Linked DNA regions of Mus musculus: region 2 is linked to region 1. The links are chromatin contacts, called in public HiChIP or PLAC-seq maps. All regions are on one chromosome and are shown on one strand. Each heading gives the region's core, a stretch centred on a gene start, on an enhancer-like site or on the middle of the called end of the contact. The rest is flanking DNA. Distances are from core to core; before and after follow the strand shown.

Region 1 (6,878 bases), core at 2,649-5,148:
TTGCACCTACTGTAGGGGGATAGGATGCTCTCCCATCCCCCCTTGCTACGCCCCCAATCCTCCCAACCCCCCCCCCCCACGCTTTGGTTCAAGGAGCCCTCTCTGACTGTAGCCCAGCCAGTTCTTGGGTCAGGTGCCCTGCTGTCAGTGACTTTCACAGTCCCTTTCCTGTTTCAGCACTTTCCAGCATGTGTGACTCCCCTACTACCATCTGTCTGGGCCATCAGACAGACCCACAAGGGCAGGGGTTATGCCTTACAGCACGGGGGCGGGGGGGGGGGGATGGACATCTGATGCTACTCTGTTAACCCTGATTGGCCCACTTGACTGAGTGAACGACAATCCAGCCCTCAACATCCCAACTCAGCCAGAAGGGATTTTTCAAACTTCCAATTCATTTTCTGTGGTAGATGCATTAACTGAAGAGTCTCTGTTGATACATGCCAGCTGGTTAAGGAAGGAGCATGTGGTGTCACAACTGTACCCGGGGTTCCCTCACATTTACGCACACTAGCTCCATCTCCAGATGTACCAATGGGTTCTGTACTGAGACATGGAGAGAAGACATATTGTACCTTCTGCCTAGGAAGGAAACAAAAGGTCCTATAGGTGAAAACTGGAGTCGAGGCCAGATGTCTGGGTTCCCTTTCCTGTTCTTGTGATAAAACATCCTGATGAAAGTACTTTAAGGAAGAAAACATTTATTTTTGGTTTACAGTTCAAGGGCAAGTCCATTATGGCAAGGTAGGAAGGAAGGTAGGAGCTTGAGGTGGCTGGTCACACCGTGTCCACAGTCAGGAAGCAGAAAGCAATGCCTATTATGGCACAGCTCACAGCCTAGGGAATGATACCAACCATTGTGGGCAGGTCTTCCCACCTCAATTAGCCTAATCACAATAGCCTCCCACGGGTATGCCCAGAGGCTAACAGAGTCACCAGAACCCTTCACAGACGTGCCTGGAGCCTTGCCTCATCAATCCCAGATCCTGCCAACATTTATTTTTCATGACAGAATGTTGTCAAATCTTCTCATCTTGGTGCCGGTGTCTTGAACTAGGACATACAGTGTTTGACGTTCCACCATGACTCACTTCACGACCTTGGAAAATTCTTCCTTAGGCTTTCGCTTCTTTTCTTGTTGTACTGTATAAGACAGTAGCTCAGAATTCAAATTATAACAGAGTTGTATTTCTAGGGACTAAGGCTGAGCTTAGCTGGTAGACTGATGGCACAACATAAATCAGACATGGTGGTGCATGCCTAGGTTTCCAGCTTGTGAGAGGTGACGAGAGAATGAGGGATTGAAGGTCATCCTGAGCTACATATCAAGTTTAAGGCCAGTCTGAGCTACATGGGCCCCTGTTACATGCTTGGGGAGTGGGGAGCAGTGGTGGCTAAGCCTTCAAGCCCAGCACTCGGGAGGCAGAGGTAGACGGATTTCTGAGTTCGAGGCCAGCCTGGTCTACAGAGTGAGTTCCAGGACAGCCAGGGCTACACAGAGAAACCCTGTCTTGAAAAACCAAAAAAAAAAAAAAAAGCAAAAGCAAATTATCATAAACTATGACTAAAGCCAGGAATGGCAAACACCTTTAACCCCAGCACCAGGAGGCAGAAGCAGGTAGATTTCTGCACATTCTAAACCAAACGGGGCCACATAGTAAGTCCTGTCTAAGTAAATAGATCGATAGATTAAATAAATAAATAAATAAATAAATGCATTTGTTTTAAAAAGTACTTGAATTACTACTTGGCCACTACTCAATACAGCCTCTCTGAATCCCAGGGTCCTCGTCTATAAAAAAAAAAAATCACTTGATTTCTGAATGATATGCGGAAAGGGTCCCAGATCACAGGGCTGTCCACACGTGTGGGGTACTCATGGACTTCATAGCCATACTTTGTAGCCTATTTGTTTCAGGTTTTTGAGACAGGAGATTACCATGTAGCCCAGGCTGGCAGAAGTTCACAGAAAGTCTCTTGCCTTACCCTCTCAAACACTGGGATGTTTGCCACCGTGTCTAGCAGTCCTTTATGATTAAAAAAATTTTTATTATATGTATACGTAAGTATGATGTATGTACACACTCTGTGGCACTCATGTGGAAGTCAGACAATTTTAGGGAGTTGGTTCCAGAGAACTGCTGTAAAAGTTTTATTATATTTACCTAATGTCTGATACCAAGCGCCACTGTGCGTGTGTGGAGGTCAGAGAACGTGTGGGAGTCTGCTTGCTCCATGCACTAACTGGATTCCAGGGGGTCAAACTTAGGATATAAGGCCAGACGACAAGTGCCTTTACCCACTGAGCCCTCTCAATAGCTCTGCCTTTGGGAGTTTGTTGTTGTCGTTTTGTTTTGTTTTGTTTTGTTTTTTTAAACTGGGTATATGTAGCTCTGGCTTGCCTGAAACTCACTATGTAGACCAGGCTGGCCAAGAACTCACAGAGTTTGTCCTGCCTCTACCTCCCAAGTGCTGGGATTAAAGGTCTGTGCTGCTATGCCCTCCTTTGTGGTTCTTTCTTGTTTGTTTGTAAAGATAGCGATTTTCTGTGTAGCCCTGGCTGTCCCTCAACTTGTTCTATAGACCAGGCTTTTCTGAAACTTGCTCTGTAGACCAGACTGGTCTCAAACTCAGGGACCCCCTAGCTTTCTGTCTCCTGAGTGCTAGGACTAAAGGTATGTGTTACCACACCTGGCTCCTTTGTGATTTTTCCTTTTAAAAATGTTTTTAAAAAAGATTTATTCATGCATGTATTTTATGTATGTGGGTATTCTGTTGGCATGTATGCACATCAGAAGAGGGCATTTGGTCCTACTAGATACAGTCACAGACAATTGTGAGCTGTCATGTGAATGCTAAGACTTTAACTGAGGACCTCTGGAAGAACAGCCAGTGCTCTTAACCACTGAGCCATCTCTCCAGCCCCATCCTTTGTGATTTTTAAGTTAGTTGGACTTGTTCATTTTTTCTTTGCACTTTATTTTATTTTCCACCATCAGGGATCAAAGTGGAGACCTTGCATATAACAAGCAAGTGCTCCACCTCTGAGGTACGTCTCCTACTCTTGTTCTGTATTTCCAAAGCAACCTTCTTCATTAGCAAAGATGGAACCTCGAAAACCAGTATGTGACCATGTAGACAGGAGGAAGGAGATGCTGAGTCCAGAGTTGATTCTGTAGTATTTCCTAATTAGATTTGGACTTTGGAAACTACTGGATTTGTTCCATGTCTTGTGCACGAGTGCAGCTCCAGTATACAGAATATCCATAGTAATTCATATACATAGCTTATACATAGTTATGGGAGAATAATATTCATTAGTGACTGATAGATAAATGGTACAACAGCAAGCGCCTCGGGTGTGTTTTTGTACCTGAAAATGAAGATTAGAAATGATGTTCGGTTATTGCGCGAATTTAGTAAAATGATACCTGAAAGGTGTGTAACACAGAGCTTAGCTCTCCATCAATGGTAAACAGACCACAGAGACACAGGGATAGTGTCAGTGTACTGTAAGCCTATGTTGTGGCTGGGAATGGGACTACAGTTAATAAGAATCTGCTCTCAGAGTTCGGTTTTTTGGCAGGAGAAAATGGAAGGCTCCCAAAAAAGCAGGAAGAGCATCACAGCCTGGCTTTAGGGAGATTCCCATGACCTGGGCAGCCCGTGCAGGGCTGGCGAGGGGATTTTAGGACCCTGAGGCCCTGGCGCGAGCGTGAGGCGCAGGGGAGGGCGCTCCCGGAGCCTGCATCCCGGAGGGCGGGGTCTCGCGCCCGGGCCGCGCTTCTATTGGCGGCAGCGCGCGGGTGACGATGACGGCTGGCGCGAGGCCCCGCCCCGCAGCCCCGCCCCTCCCGCGCGCGCTGGCCGCTACACAGCCTCGCTTTGGCCCGAGTCGCGCCCCCGCGCGGAGTCCGCGCGTCAGTCGGTCCCGAGCGCGACTGCGGGGCGGCGGGCTGCAGACAGCGGGGCGCGCGGCCCGGGGGAGGCGACGGTGTCGCGGGAGGAGCATCGGAGCCCGAAGACTCGAAGAACGCCATGGCCCCCATTGGCCTCAAGGCGGTGGTCGGAGAGAGTAAGTGGCGTCCGGGTGCTGCCCCGGGGCCGGCGAAACCCGTTATTCAGGCGCCGCCCTCCCGGGAGGGATGCCCCTCTGGCTTCCTGCGGCCAGCAGGCTTCCCTGACTCACGCTTCACCCAGATCCCCTCTTCACCTCGGTCCTCCTCACCCCAGACGCCTCCTCAGTCTCTATTCCTCCACCTCTCTTCATCCCATCCCTCCTCCTCATACCTCGCCTTCATAAACATCTCGTTTTCCTTTTTACCTTCATCCATTCACTTCCATCACGCCATCTCTCCCTTCATCCCATCCCTCTCCTCTCTCTCTCTCTCCCTGTTCACCTCCCCCACCCGCGCCTTTATCCCCTCCAGCCCACCACCCTCCTCTGCAGCATCACCCTTCTGCACCCCAACTCTTCTCCAGACGTATTCCTTTCCTACCGTCTCCTTTCCTTGCCTTCTGCATATCCAGAGCTCTCAATTCCGCTCCCCCCCCCCTTTCTTTCTGTCTCCAATCCCTCCCTCTTTCCCACCCTCCCTCGTGAATCGTGACGAACGAAGCCTGGCCTGCGTCCTCCTCCCTCCCTGCCTCCCTCTCCCGGGAGCAGGGCGCTGTCCCCGGCTGCAGAGACCCACCTGGGAGCGGCTGGGCGCGCGCCGCCAGGGCCACTCCTGCCAGCTGGGCAGGGGACACGGGGTTTTCCTGTGGCACTGCTTCCGCAAGGCTCTCTCCGCCTCCCCTTCCCCGGGCTGGACTTAAAGGGAGGGGTCTTAGCTGGTCCGAACCCTTAGAAATCCCAAGGGAAAGGGGAGCAGTTTCGGAGTGTCGCGGGAGGAGTGGCCCCAGCCAGCGCCGCAGTCTGCAGTCTCGCTGCTTGTGGGACTCAGACCTGGGCGTCGCTGCGGGGAAGATGTGACTGTTTATAGGTTTGCATGAAAGGCACAGCAGACATGTTTAAATTTATTTATTTATTTTTTTTTAATAATGGATGGGGAGCGTCGAAGTGAGGGCGGGCTGTCGGTATTCTCAAAGATGGGTGACCTAGGTAGAAAAATAGTGCCTCTTAAGTATTTTGGCACGTCTTTACAATGAAACCGCGTGAACACTGCTGTGACTTTGGCTATCTTTTTAGAGTGAGAGAGAAAATGAAAGTGCCTTTTCCCTGTAGGAGAGGTGGAAATTTACAGTTTCCCTTTTCAGTGATCCTGTTCTATGGCAGCTTCCTCCCCGCCCCCCACCCCCCATCAAATGCAGCATAACTGTTGAGCGTACTAACTGCCTAACCCTTATCTTTTGACTGGTATGAGTAGGGGGGGGGGATACTCTTCCCTGATATAGTACATCAGGAGAAATTATTATAAAAACAAAACCAAAAGTCGACCTTTTTAAATGCTTATGCTAGCACCCGTGCTGTAAAGGCTACTTGAATTGTTTTCTGAGGAGAATTGGTGGTTAAGGCTGCAAGTATCCCTAGGGATTTTCTGTCGTCAACATCTTCATTTTCACCTATGGGAAAACAATTGAGGCTTGGAGCAGTTAAATGACTTGCTGAAATCACTGTTAATTAATTTTTTTTAATCTAGTGTCCGTTTCCTTGTAGTTTAAGTAAAAATAACATCCTTGCATTCTACATACATAAAGTTTTCTTTATACCCCCCTTTTCAAGGGCTAGAGGTATGGGATCGAATGTTGTATTCCAGGTATTATATTTTGAATACTACATTTGAATGATAAAATACTTATTAAAGAATCTCCCCCAAGACAGTCTCTACAGTCCAAGCTGCTGGCCCAGAAGGCACTATGTAACTTAGACTGGCATTAAATTTATCTTAATCCTCCTGCCTCAGCGTCACAAATGCTGAAGATTATAGCTGTGAGCCACCAACTTCAGCTTATTTTTTGTTAATGCGAGACAAGGTCTCACTTTACAGCCCTGGCTAGCCTGGTACTTGCTACCCAGTGCAGGCTGGCTTTGAACTCATGGTAATCCTCCTGTCTCAGGCTACCAAAATGTTGGGGTTCCAGGCTTGCACCACCATACCCAGGTGGTGAGGTGCTTGCATCCTTTTGCCAAGACCCTTAGGTGTCACCATAACCTCTCGCCTTGCCTCTTTTAGAAGTAAGCATCAGAAAAAGTTATATATATATATATATCAGTATGCAATATGGCCAAAATTTCCTTTGAAACAAAGTGAAACTGTGGTGTGCAAAAATAAGCACAATTAAAAAAAATGATGAATGTGTGAACAGGCTTCTATTCCTGTGACAATTGAGTTAGGCGTGTGCTTTAGGAAAATGTATCGCTGAATACGATTTTAATGCTACCTTCTAGTTTTTGGTGGGGTTTCTGCTTTGGCTTTTTTCTCCAAAAAATAAAAGTGAGATGAAGATGCTTTTCCTTTTCACTGTCTTGAGAACTGAGTCTAATATAGCCCAGGTACGCCTAGAGCTGCCAGGGGCTCAGCATGAGTTAAAACTGATCCTCCAGCTTCTCCCTCTGGAGCCTCCCACCACTGTCTCCATTTTCAGCAGTGCTGGGATTGAACCTGGGGCCTCTAGTATGCTAGGTTAGCACTCTACCCACTGAGCTACAGCTGCAGCTAAAGCTTTTAAAAACCCACTATGCACCAGTTTAAATGTCACCTTCCTTTTGCTCTAAGTTAACATTCCATAGTCACCGTCTTAGTTGGGGTTATCGTAGCTGGAATGAAACACCATGGCCAAAATTAGCTTTGGGAGGAAAGGATTTTTCCACATCACAGTTCATCATTGAAGGAAGTCAGGACTGAGCAGGCACCTGAACTCAGGAGGGGATGCAG
Region 2 (7,226 bases), core at 3,552-6,051, 94 kb before region 1:
TACGAGAAGCGGAAGGTAAGGGCTTCCCCTGCTGCTTTCGTTCTCCCTGAGGATTGCAGCTCCTCAGAAGCTGAGGGGTGGCGTCCTTCTGCCTCTGATTTAGGCATGAAGGGCAGACATCTTGTCCCCGCAGGAGCAGAAGATGCTGGAGAAGCTGGAGTTCGAGCGGCGCCTGGACCTTGGGCAGCGGGAGCACGCTGAGCTACTGCAGCAGAGCCACAGCCACAAGGACGAGATCCTGCAGACGGTCAAGCAGGTGTGTGGCCGCACAGCAGCCGGCCTGGGACCCGCACGGGCCGTGGTGCCTAGGCGGTGGCAAAGCAGGGGATTACTCTGTCCTGCCGACCCCTGGAAGCAGCAATGGAGGCCCTGACTAGATACCCTGACCTTGAGCACAAGACACAGGAGGGACCGACCCCAGGTCACAAAGGAACCTGCAGAGTGAGACAGGAACTCCACTCTCCTTACCCCAGTCAGAGTCCCTCCAGTGCCCACTCGTGGGGTTCCTGTGTGTCCCCCGCTCAGGAGCAGACACGGCTAGAGCAGGACCTGAGCGAGCGCCAGCGCTGTCTGGATGCAGAGCGGCAGCAGCTGCAGGAGCAGCTCAAGCAGACGGAGCAGAGCATCGCCAGCCGCATTCAGAGACTCCTGCAGGACAACCAGAGGTCAGTCCTGGCCAGCCCGAGTGCCCTCTGAGGACCAGGGGCTCTCCTCGGTCTTCATCCCTGCCCGAGCGCTCCTCTGATAGGAACCAAGAAAACTGTTTCAGTTTGGTTCTCAGAATGGGGTTCTGTCACCAGACAGCTGACCCCGCAGCTCATTTCCCTTCTGTATATCAGCAGGCAGGAATCACAGCCTTCCTGCGTTTGGCTTCCAAGGAGCCTGTCGCCTGAGGTTAGCCAATCACCCTATAGGCAACAGGCTGTCTTATATAGAACAGACTGTCTAATATAAGAACTTCATGACAGGATTGCAGAGAAAGGAGCCAAGTAGAGATCTCAAGAAGCCTGAAAATACCTAGTTTGGGGTCCGCCGCAGAAGGTTCTAGAAACTGGCTGCAGCCGCATGCCCCACTAGCTCTAGGCTTCCTGCTTCCAGGCCTTGTTCCCCTGTCATCTGTCAGAGCTTCAGGAGAGAAAGCCCTGCTGGTGCTTCCGTGCCAGGCGCTGTATTCCCACAGCTTACCCAGTCGCCTAGGAAGTGCTTCACCCTGTCACAGGAGAGCTAGAGGGGGCTCCCCAGCTCGAGCAGAGCTCCTGGGTGATTGATGGCTCAGTCAGTGTGGTGAGGGGGCAGCCTGGTTGGAAGCAGCATTGTTGGCGCCCACAGGACCACAGGTCTCTGGTTTTTCCCACAGGCAAAAGAAGAGTTCTGAGATTCTGAAATCGCTGGAGAATGAGAGGTGAGTGGGCCTCTGGGACCACATGTCTAGAGAAAGTTCCCTGAGTGCTCACAGCTCTGGGAGACAGACACCCTAGGGTGCTCACAGCCCTGGGAGATGGACATGCTGGGGGACTCACAACTCTGAGGGTAGATACCCTTGGGTGCTCACAGCCCTGGGGAAAGGCAGCCGTAGGCCCTTCCAGCTTGTGCTGGGCAATCACCCTAATGCTCTAGGATAGGGTCACCTCTTGGCATCTAACTAATAGTGATTCTTTTTGAGTTTCCTAAAATATATATACACTTGTGAAAAAAACTCAAAAATATGAAGGAAGAAAGCTGGATGTGTAATGACTATCTGTACTTCAGGTATAAAAACATTTTTAAAAATTAGTCCAGATGTGGTTGTGTATCCCTTTAATCCCAGCACAAAGGAGACAGAGGCAATTGGATCTCTGTGAGTTCAAGGCCAACCTGGTCTACATAGTGAATTCCAGGACAGCCAGAGCTGCATAGAGAGACCTTGTTGTAAACCAAAAATAAATGAATGAAATTTTTTAAAATTCATGTCTGTAAAAAAAAGAATGTGATACTTTTGTCCCCCAAGCAACAGAGCAATAGCTGCTCAAGTCCCTCAGGTATGTGAAGTATTTGCCTAGAGCCTCACACAGCCCCTGTCTGCTCTAAACCCTCTCCAGAGCCCTGTAAAACCCGGTACGATACGATACGATACGATACGATACGATACGATACGATACGATACGATACAAACACAAATAGCAGCTCTGCTCTACTAGGGGAAATATGCTCACACCAATACAGACACAGGGTTTTTCCAAGTATTGTTAATCAGCAGACAGAGAACCCACAGATACACAGGACTGACCACACCACTCCATTGCTAGAAGGGCAAGAATTTAAGCAGCCTCCTCACTCACTCTTCAGATGTTTTGCATGTGGAAAGCAGAGGGACCCATCCCAGGGTTACCACTGGGCACTGTGACAGACAGGAAGTACAGTTGTGGCCCTTGCCTTTTCTCTTTGTCGTGGGTATTTACCAAGTTGGCTACTTTGAGACAGAACACATTTGTCCTAAGGGAGAGTAGGTCAGGCTGGCACACAGCTGTCATTCTCGCATCAGGGAAGCAGAAGCAGGAGTTTGGAGGGATAGGGAGTTCAAAGCCAGCTTCTATTGCACAGTATAGAAGTCCCGCTCCATTCTGTACCAGAAAGGGCCTGAGAGAAGGCTCAGTAAAGAGCTTGCATGAGATGAGGACACAGGCATGAGATGAGTTCAGACCTAGCCTAGCATCCACATAAACTCAAGCATGGCAGTGCATGCCTGTAATTGCAGGATGAGGGACAGAGACAGGAATCTGAGGCTCACTGGCCAGCTGACCTATTGAAGCTCCAGGTTCAATGAGAAATCCTGTCTCAAAAAATCATATGGACAGAGAGAGAGGGAGACGTGTAGCATTGACCCACGGCCTCTGCAAACACGTATACTCGCGCACACACACACACATACACATATATGCACATATGTATACACACACACACACAAGGTAAGACTGAGCATGGTGGGGCATGTCTATAACCCAAGCAATCAAGACAATCCCAAGCTCAAGACCAGCCTGGTCTACATGGGAAGTTCCAGGCTAACGTAGTGAGGCCTGTCCAAAAAAACAAATGAAAAATGAATTTTTAAAAGACAGGAAGGAAGGAGAAACAAACAAACAAAACGATGGTAGGAAGGGCACCTTGGCCTGTTCCTTCCCAAGGTGTCTGCTGTGTCTCTCCTGATTCTCCTGGGCACCACGATAATGGTATTTCTGAGCTATCCTGGGAACCTCCCCTCCCCCAGTCATCTTAGCCCTCACCACCTAGGAAGATCTTGAGAGTCCTCCCTGGGGTCTGCCTAGTCCAATCCTGTTGTGTGGCTGTTGAGGCGCAGCTGAGCAGTAACTGGTGCTGCCATCCATTCAAGCCTTCCTGACAGACCATATCTGGTGCTGGGCTAGACCGGCTCAGAGGACAATCTCGTATCAGTAGCAGCAAGTGGAGCCTCTGAGAGACTCCAGGCCTTGAACTAAGTCACACCCAGGAACAAGGCACTAATCGATCAGGCCAATTCTGGTGAATGCAAAACAGCACATTACAGCGTTTGTGGGTGTATGTATGCAAAGTTTCAGCGTGCATGTGTATATGCAAAGTTTCAGCGTGCGTGCATGTATGCAAAGTTACCTTTAAATGTGTCCACTTCTTATGTCATAGATGAGTTTTATGCCAAAAACCGTGTTTATAGGGGCTGGAGAAATGGCTCAGTAGATGAGAACACTGGCTGCTCTTCCAGAGGACCTGGTTCAATCCCTAGCACCCACATGGTGGCTCACAACCAGCTATAACTCCGGTTCCAAGGGGTGTGATGCCTTCTGGCTTCTGTGGCCCCAGGCACAAATGTGGAGAATAGATATTCACGTAGGCAGAAGACCCATACCCATAATCAGTTTTAAAACCTTGTTTGTACTCTGAAGGCAAAGGCAGCAGTCAGGGCTACATGATAGACCCTCCTCGGATGAATAAAAGCCTGTTTGAGCTGCTTTTAGGCCAATGTCTGTTTATGTACCATACATGGACTTTATTTTCATTATTTTATTTTTCAAGACAGGGCTTCTCTGTGTAGCCCTGGCTGTCTTAGAACTGCTGGCCTTGAACTCACAGACATCTACTTGTGTCTGTCTCCCAAGTGCTGGGATTGAAGGTGTGCACCATCACAGCCTGGCTCTGGTGAGATTCTTGTTGAAATGTATTTGAAGAATGAGTGGATGCGTTTTGCTTTTGCTTTTTCTCCAGAATAAGAATGGAGCAGTTGATGTCCATCACCCAGGAGGAGACAGAGAACCTCAGGCAGCGTGAGATCGCCGGTGAGTTGTGGGAGATTTCTGGACAGAGCTTTCAGGTAGCCTCTCTGTTACCCGGGCAGGGTACTGAGTGTCCACTCTGTGGAAGGGCAGCCAAGTCTGTCCTGGAGCTCAGGCCCCAGGGTCAGCCAAGCTTGGATTCTGAGTCTCGAATTTTCTGTCTATAGAGTGGGGGAAACTACACAGGGAAAACATGGGACCTTCAGGAGGATCCCAGGGGTCAAGCCTGGGCATGTCACAAACCTGTCACCGAGAGCTGGCATCAGCTCACTTGGCTCCTGGGCAGACTTCCCCTTCCTGGTGTGCCCAGTGTGGTCCTGAGCTCCACATGTACCCACCAGTGGCACCTGCCCCAGACAGGTCTGAGAGCCTGCAGCCGGGAGCTGAGGAGGGTCTCTGAAGCTGAGCTTGCCCTTAGTTAAAATGGAGATGGGCTCTCCTTATCTTTGGGGCCTTTGTCCTGGAAGGGCTTTCAGACAGAGCCAGACACTTGACACACAGGTGTTCACCACACCTACAGAGGGCTCAGCCCACTGACAGCTCTGTTCAAGGTCACAGTTAAGGAACAGCTGTGAAAGTCACCGAATGGTGTTTATTAGGTTAATTCCACAGAGGCAGGACCCACATCCAGGGGTTTGAGTTTCTAAGCCTGTCACACTTCCTGGGTGCTTTGCTTTGATTGAACAGGCCTTGCACAGGCTGGGCAAGTACACGGCCACTGAGCCACTCCCGGCCCTGAACTGCTCTCTCTATTTTTAAAGATTTATTTATTTTATTTATATGAGTATACTGTTAATGTTTTCCGACACACCGACATACTGGAAAAGGGCATTGCATCCCATTACAGATGGTTGTGAGCCACCCTGTGGTTGCTGGAAATTGAACTCAGGACCGCTTGAAGAGCAATCTGTACTCTTAACTGCTGAGCCATCTCTCTAGCTCCCCCCCACCCCCGCCTTGACCCCCATCCCCTTACTGCTCTAATAAATCTACCAAAAAACTAGAGAGCTGGCTCAGTAGTTACTGCTCTTCCAAAGGACCTGGATTCTAATCCCAGAACCTTATGGTGGCTCAGGACATCTGTAACTCCAGTCCCAGGGGATGCAGTGCCATCATCTGGCCTCCCCAGGCTCTGCATGTACAGGGTGCACAAGCCTCAAACTCAGAGATTCTCCTGCCTCTGTCTCCTGAGTACTGGGACTACAGACATGCGCCAGCACGGCCCAGCAATGTAGGTATTTTTTAGAGCTGGGTGCTGATACTCATCTGCAATCACGGAACTCAGGATGCTGGGACAGGAGGATTGAGAGTTCAAGGCCAGGCTGGGCTATCTAGCAGTGATGGAAGGAAAGGGGGGCGGGGGGACTTTGTTTAGGATAACTGTCCACCAGTAAGCAGGTGACCCCTTTGGCCTTACCCGGGATCCCTAGCCTTTTCTCAGCGGCTCACAGCCTTCTCTCCACAGCCGCCATGCAGCAGATGCTGACGGAGAGCTGTAAGAGCCGGCTCATCCAGATGGCCTATGAGTCTCAGAGGCAGAGCCTGGCGCAGCAGGCCTGTTCCAGGTAAGGTAAGGAATGTGTGTTCCCAGGTGAGGGCTCCGAGGGTGTTGGCTGGGGTCCCGAGACGGGAGCGAGAGCTGGACACTGAACTCCCTGGGCCGTCCCGGGTTTGGACAGATTACCAGGGACAGGTGATGGACGGCCAGCCTCCGGATTCTTCCATCCAGACTCATGAGTCAGGGTCAGACAGTGATAAAGTGAGGGTGGCCTCTACCTCCAAGCCCACCTGTGTGCCAAGTGCTGGCCTGAGTATGGGGATGGAAGTGTTATCTGTCCCGCTCTACATCAAAGCTGAAGTTGGGGACGGGGCGGGGGCATGGTCACAAACAAACAAACAAACAAAAACTAACAAGAAAGTAAAATCTTTGCTGGCTTGGTGCTCAGGCTTGTAATACTAGCACTTGGTAAGTAGAGGCCGGGAAATGGGGAGTTCCAGAGCAAACCAGAGAGTGAATTCAGCACCTGAGCTACTGAGACCCTGCCTTAGAACTCAAGCGAGCAAGTGCGAGTACTTGCCTGCTTTCCAGCACCGCACCCTCCTCCCTCCCCACCCTCCTGCAGAGATGGCTCAGCTGTTAAAAGCACTGGCTGCTTCTGTAAATGGGTTCATTTGGTAACACCCACATGAACTCCAGTTTGAAGTGATCTGGTGCCCTCTTCTGGTTTCCATGGGCACTACACACATATAACGAACTTACATTATATGTAGGCGAAATACCCATGCATATAAAATAAAAATTTTTAAAGTCATTTAAAAATTTTTGTTTGTTTGTTTGTTTGTTTTTCAAGACAGGGTTTTTCTTTGTAGCCCTAGCTGTCCTGAAACTCACTCTGTAGACCAGGCTGGCCTCTAATTTAGAGATGTTGGGATTAAAGGTGTGCACCACTATCGCCCAGCCAATAAAAGAAAAAAAAGTTTAAGGTAATGTGAAAGTAACTTAAAGCTAAGACTGTGCTGATGTTGGCAGCCTGAGGTTACAGGTTCTGTGCCATAATTACCAACCGTGTTGTAGGGCTATACAAAGAGTACGGCCAGTGAGGAAATGCTAGTAGGAACATTCCAGAAGCTGTGTGACTCTCCAAGGTGCTGTGGTTAGGGAGGAGCCCAGCATCCACCGCAGGGGGTGTAGTGAAGAAGGTCCAGTGGAGGGTTGGACTCAAGGCCCGGTGACTCTGCCAAATGGAAGCTCTGCCACCCTCCTTGACATCCTCGTCCTTGATGCCCTGTCAGGAATGTTGAGTGGTTGTTTATCTCTGTCTCCTCTAAGGTGCCCAGCACACAGTAGGTGCCCAGCACACAGTAGGTGCTCAAGAAATATGCAGTGAGTAACTGTGCTGTTTTTTTTTTTTTTCTGGCAGCATG

What was found. HiChIP or PLAC-seq counts read pairs in DNA pulled down with a chosen protein or histone mark.
Region 2: a contact with region 1 is called in an H3K27ac HiChIP or PLAC-seq map of embryonic stem cells, with 17 read pairs. The contact joins the enhancer-like site here to the promoter of Stxbp1 in region 1. A contact is called at or near these places in 1 of 39 promoter capture datasets (embryonic stem cells), 1 of 15 datasets of contacts at CTCF or cohesin (the NIH/3T3 cell line), 41 of 484 Hi-C or Micro-C datasets (the AML12 cell line, B cells, the Ba/F3 cell line and 24 more), 7 of 115 datasets of contacts at active chromatin or transcription factors (the HPC-7 cell line, embryonic stem cells, epiblast stem cells and 1 more) and 3 of 9 other capture datasets (adipose tissue, liver and pancreatic islet).

The regions. Positions count from the first base shown.
Region 1 is chr2:32,844,252-32,851,129 of GRCm38.p6, reverse strand. Stxbp1 (syntaxin binding protein 1) reads left to right here and starts at 3,898. Exons shown (of 19, transcript NM_009295.2): 1 at 3,898-4,075. The coding sequence starts at 4,039. It overlaps Gm13524 (predicted gene 13524), which reads right to left and starts at 5,194. Exons shown (of 2, transcript NR_166175.1): 1 at 4,695-5,194; 2 at 685-3,373.
Region 2 is chr2:32,938,881-32,946,106 of GRCm38.p6, reverse strand. It overlaps Lrsam1 (leucine rich repeat and sterile alpha motif containing 1), which reads left to right. Exons shown (of 26, transcript NM_199302.3): 12 at 1-15; 13 at 134-256; 14 at 526-665; 15 at 1,358-1,402; 16 at 4,234-4,304; 17 at 5,767-5,866; 18 at 7,223-7,226. Among named protein-coding and RNA genes, the nearest start is that of Lrsam1, 19 kb to the left of the region's middle. Within about 2 kb of position 4,801, at least 11 of the 459 cell types and tissues checked have an H3K27ac peak or open chromatin away from gene starts, as enhancers often do. A contact at or near this core is called in embryonic stem cells and induced pluripotent stem cells, where this site is marked.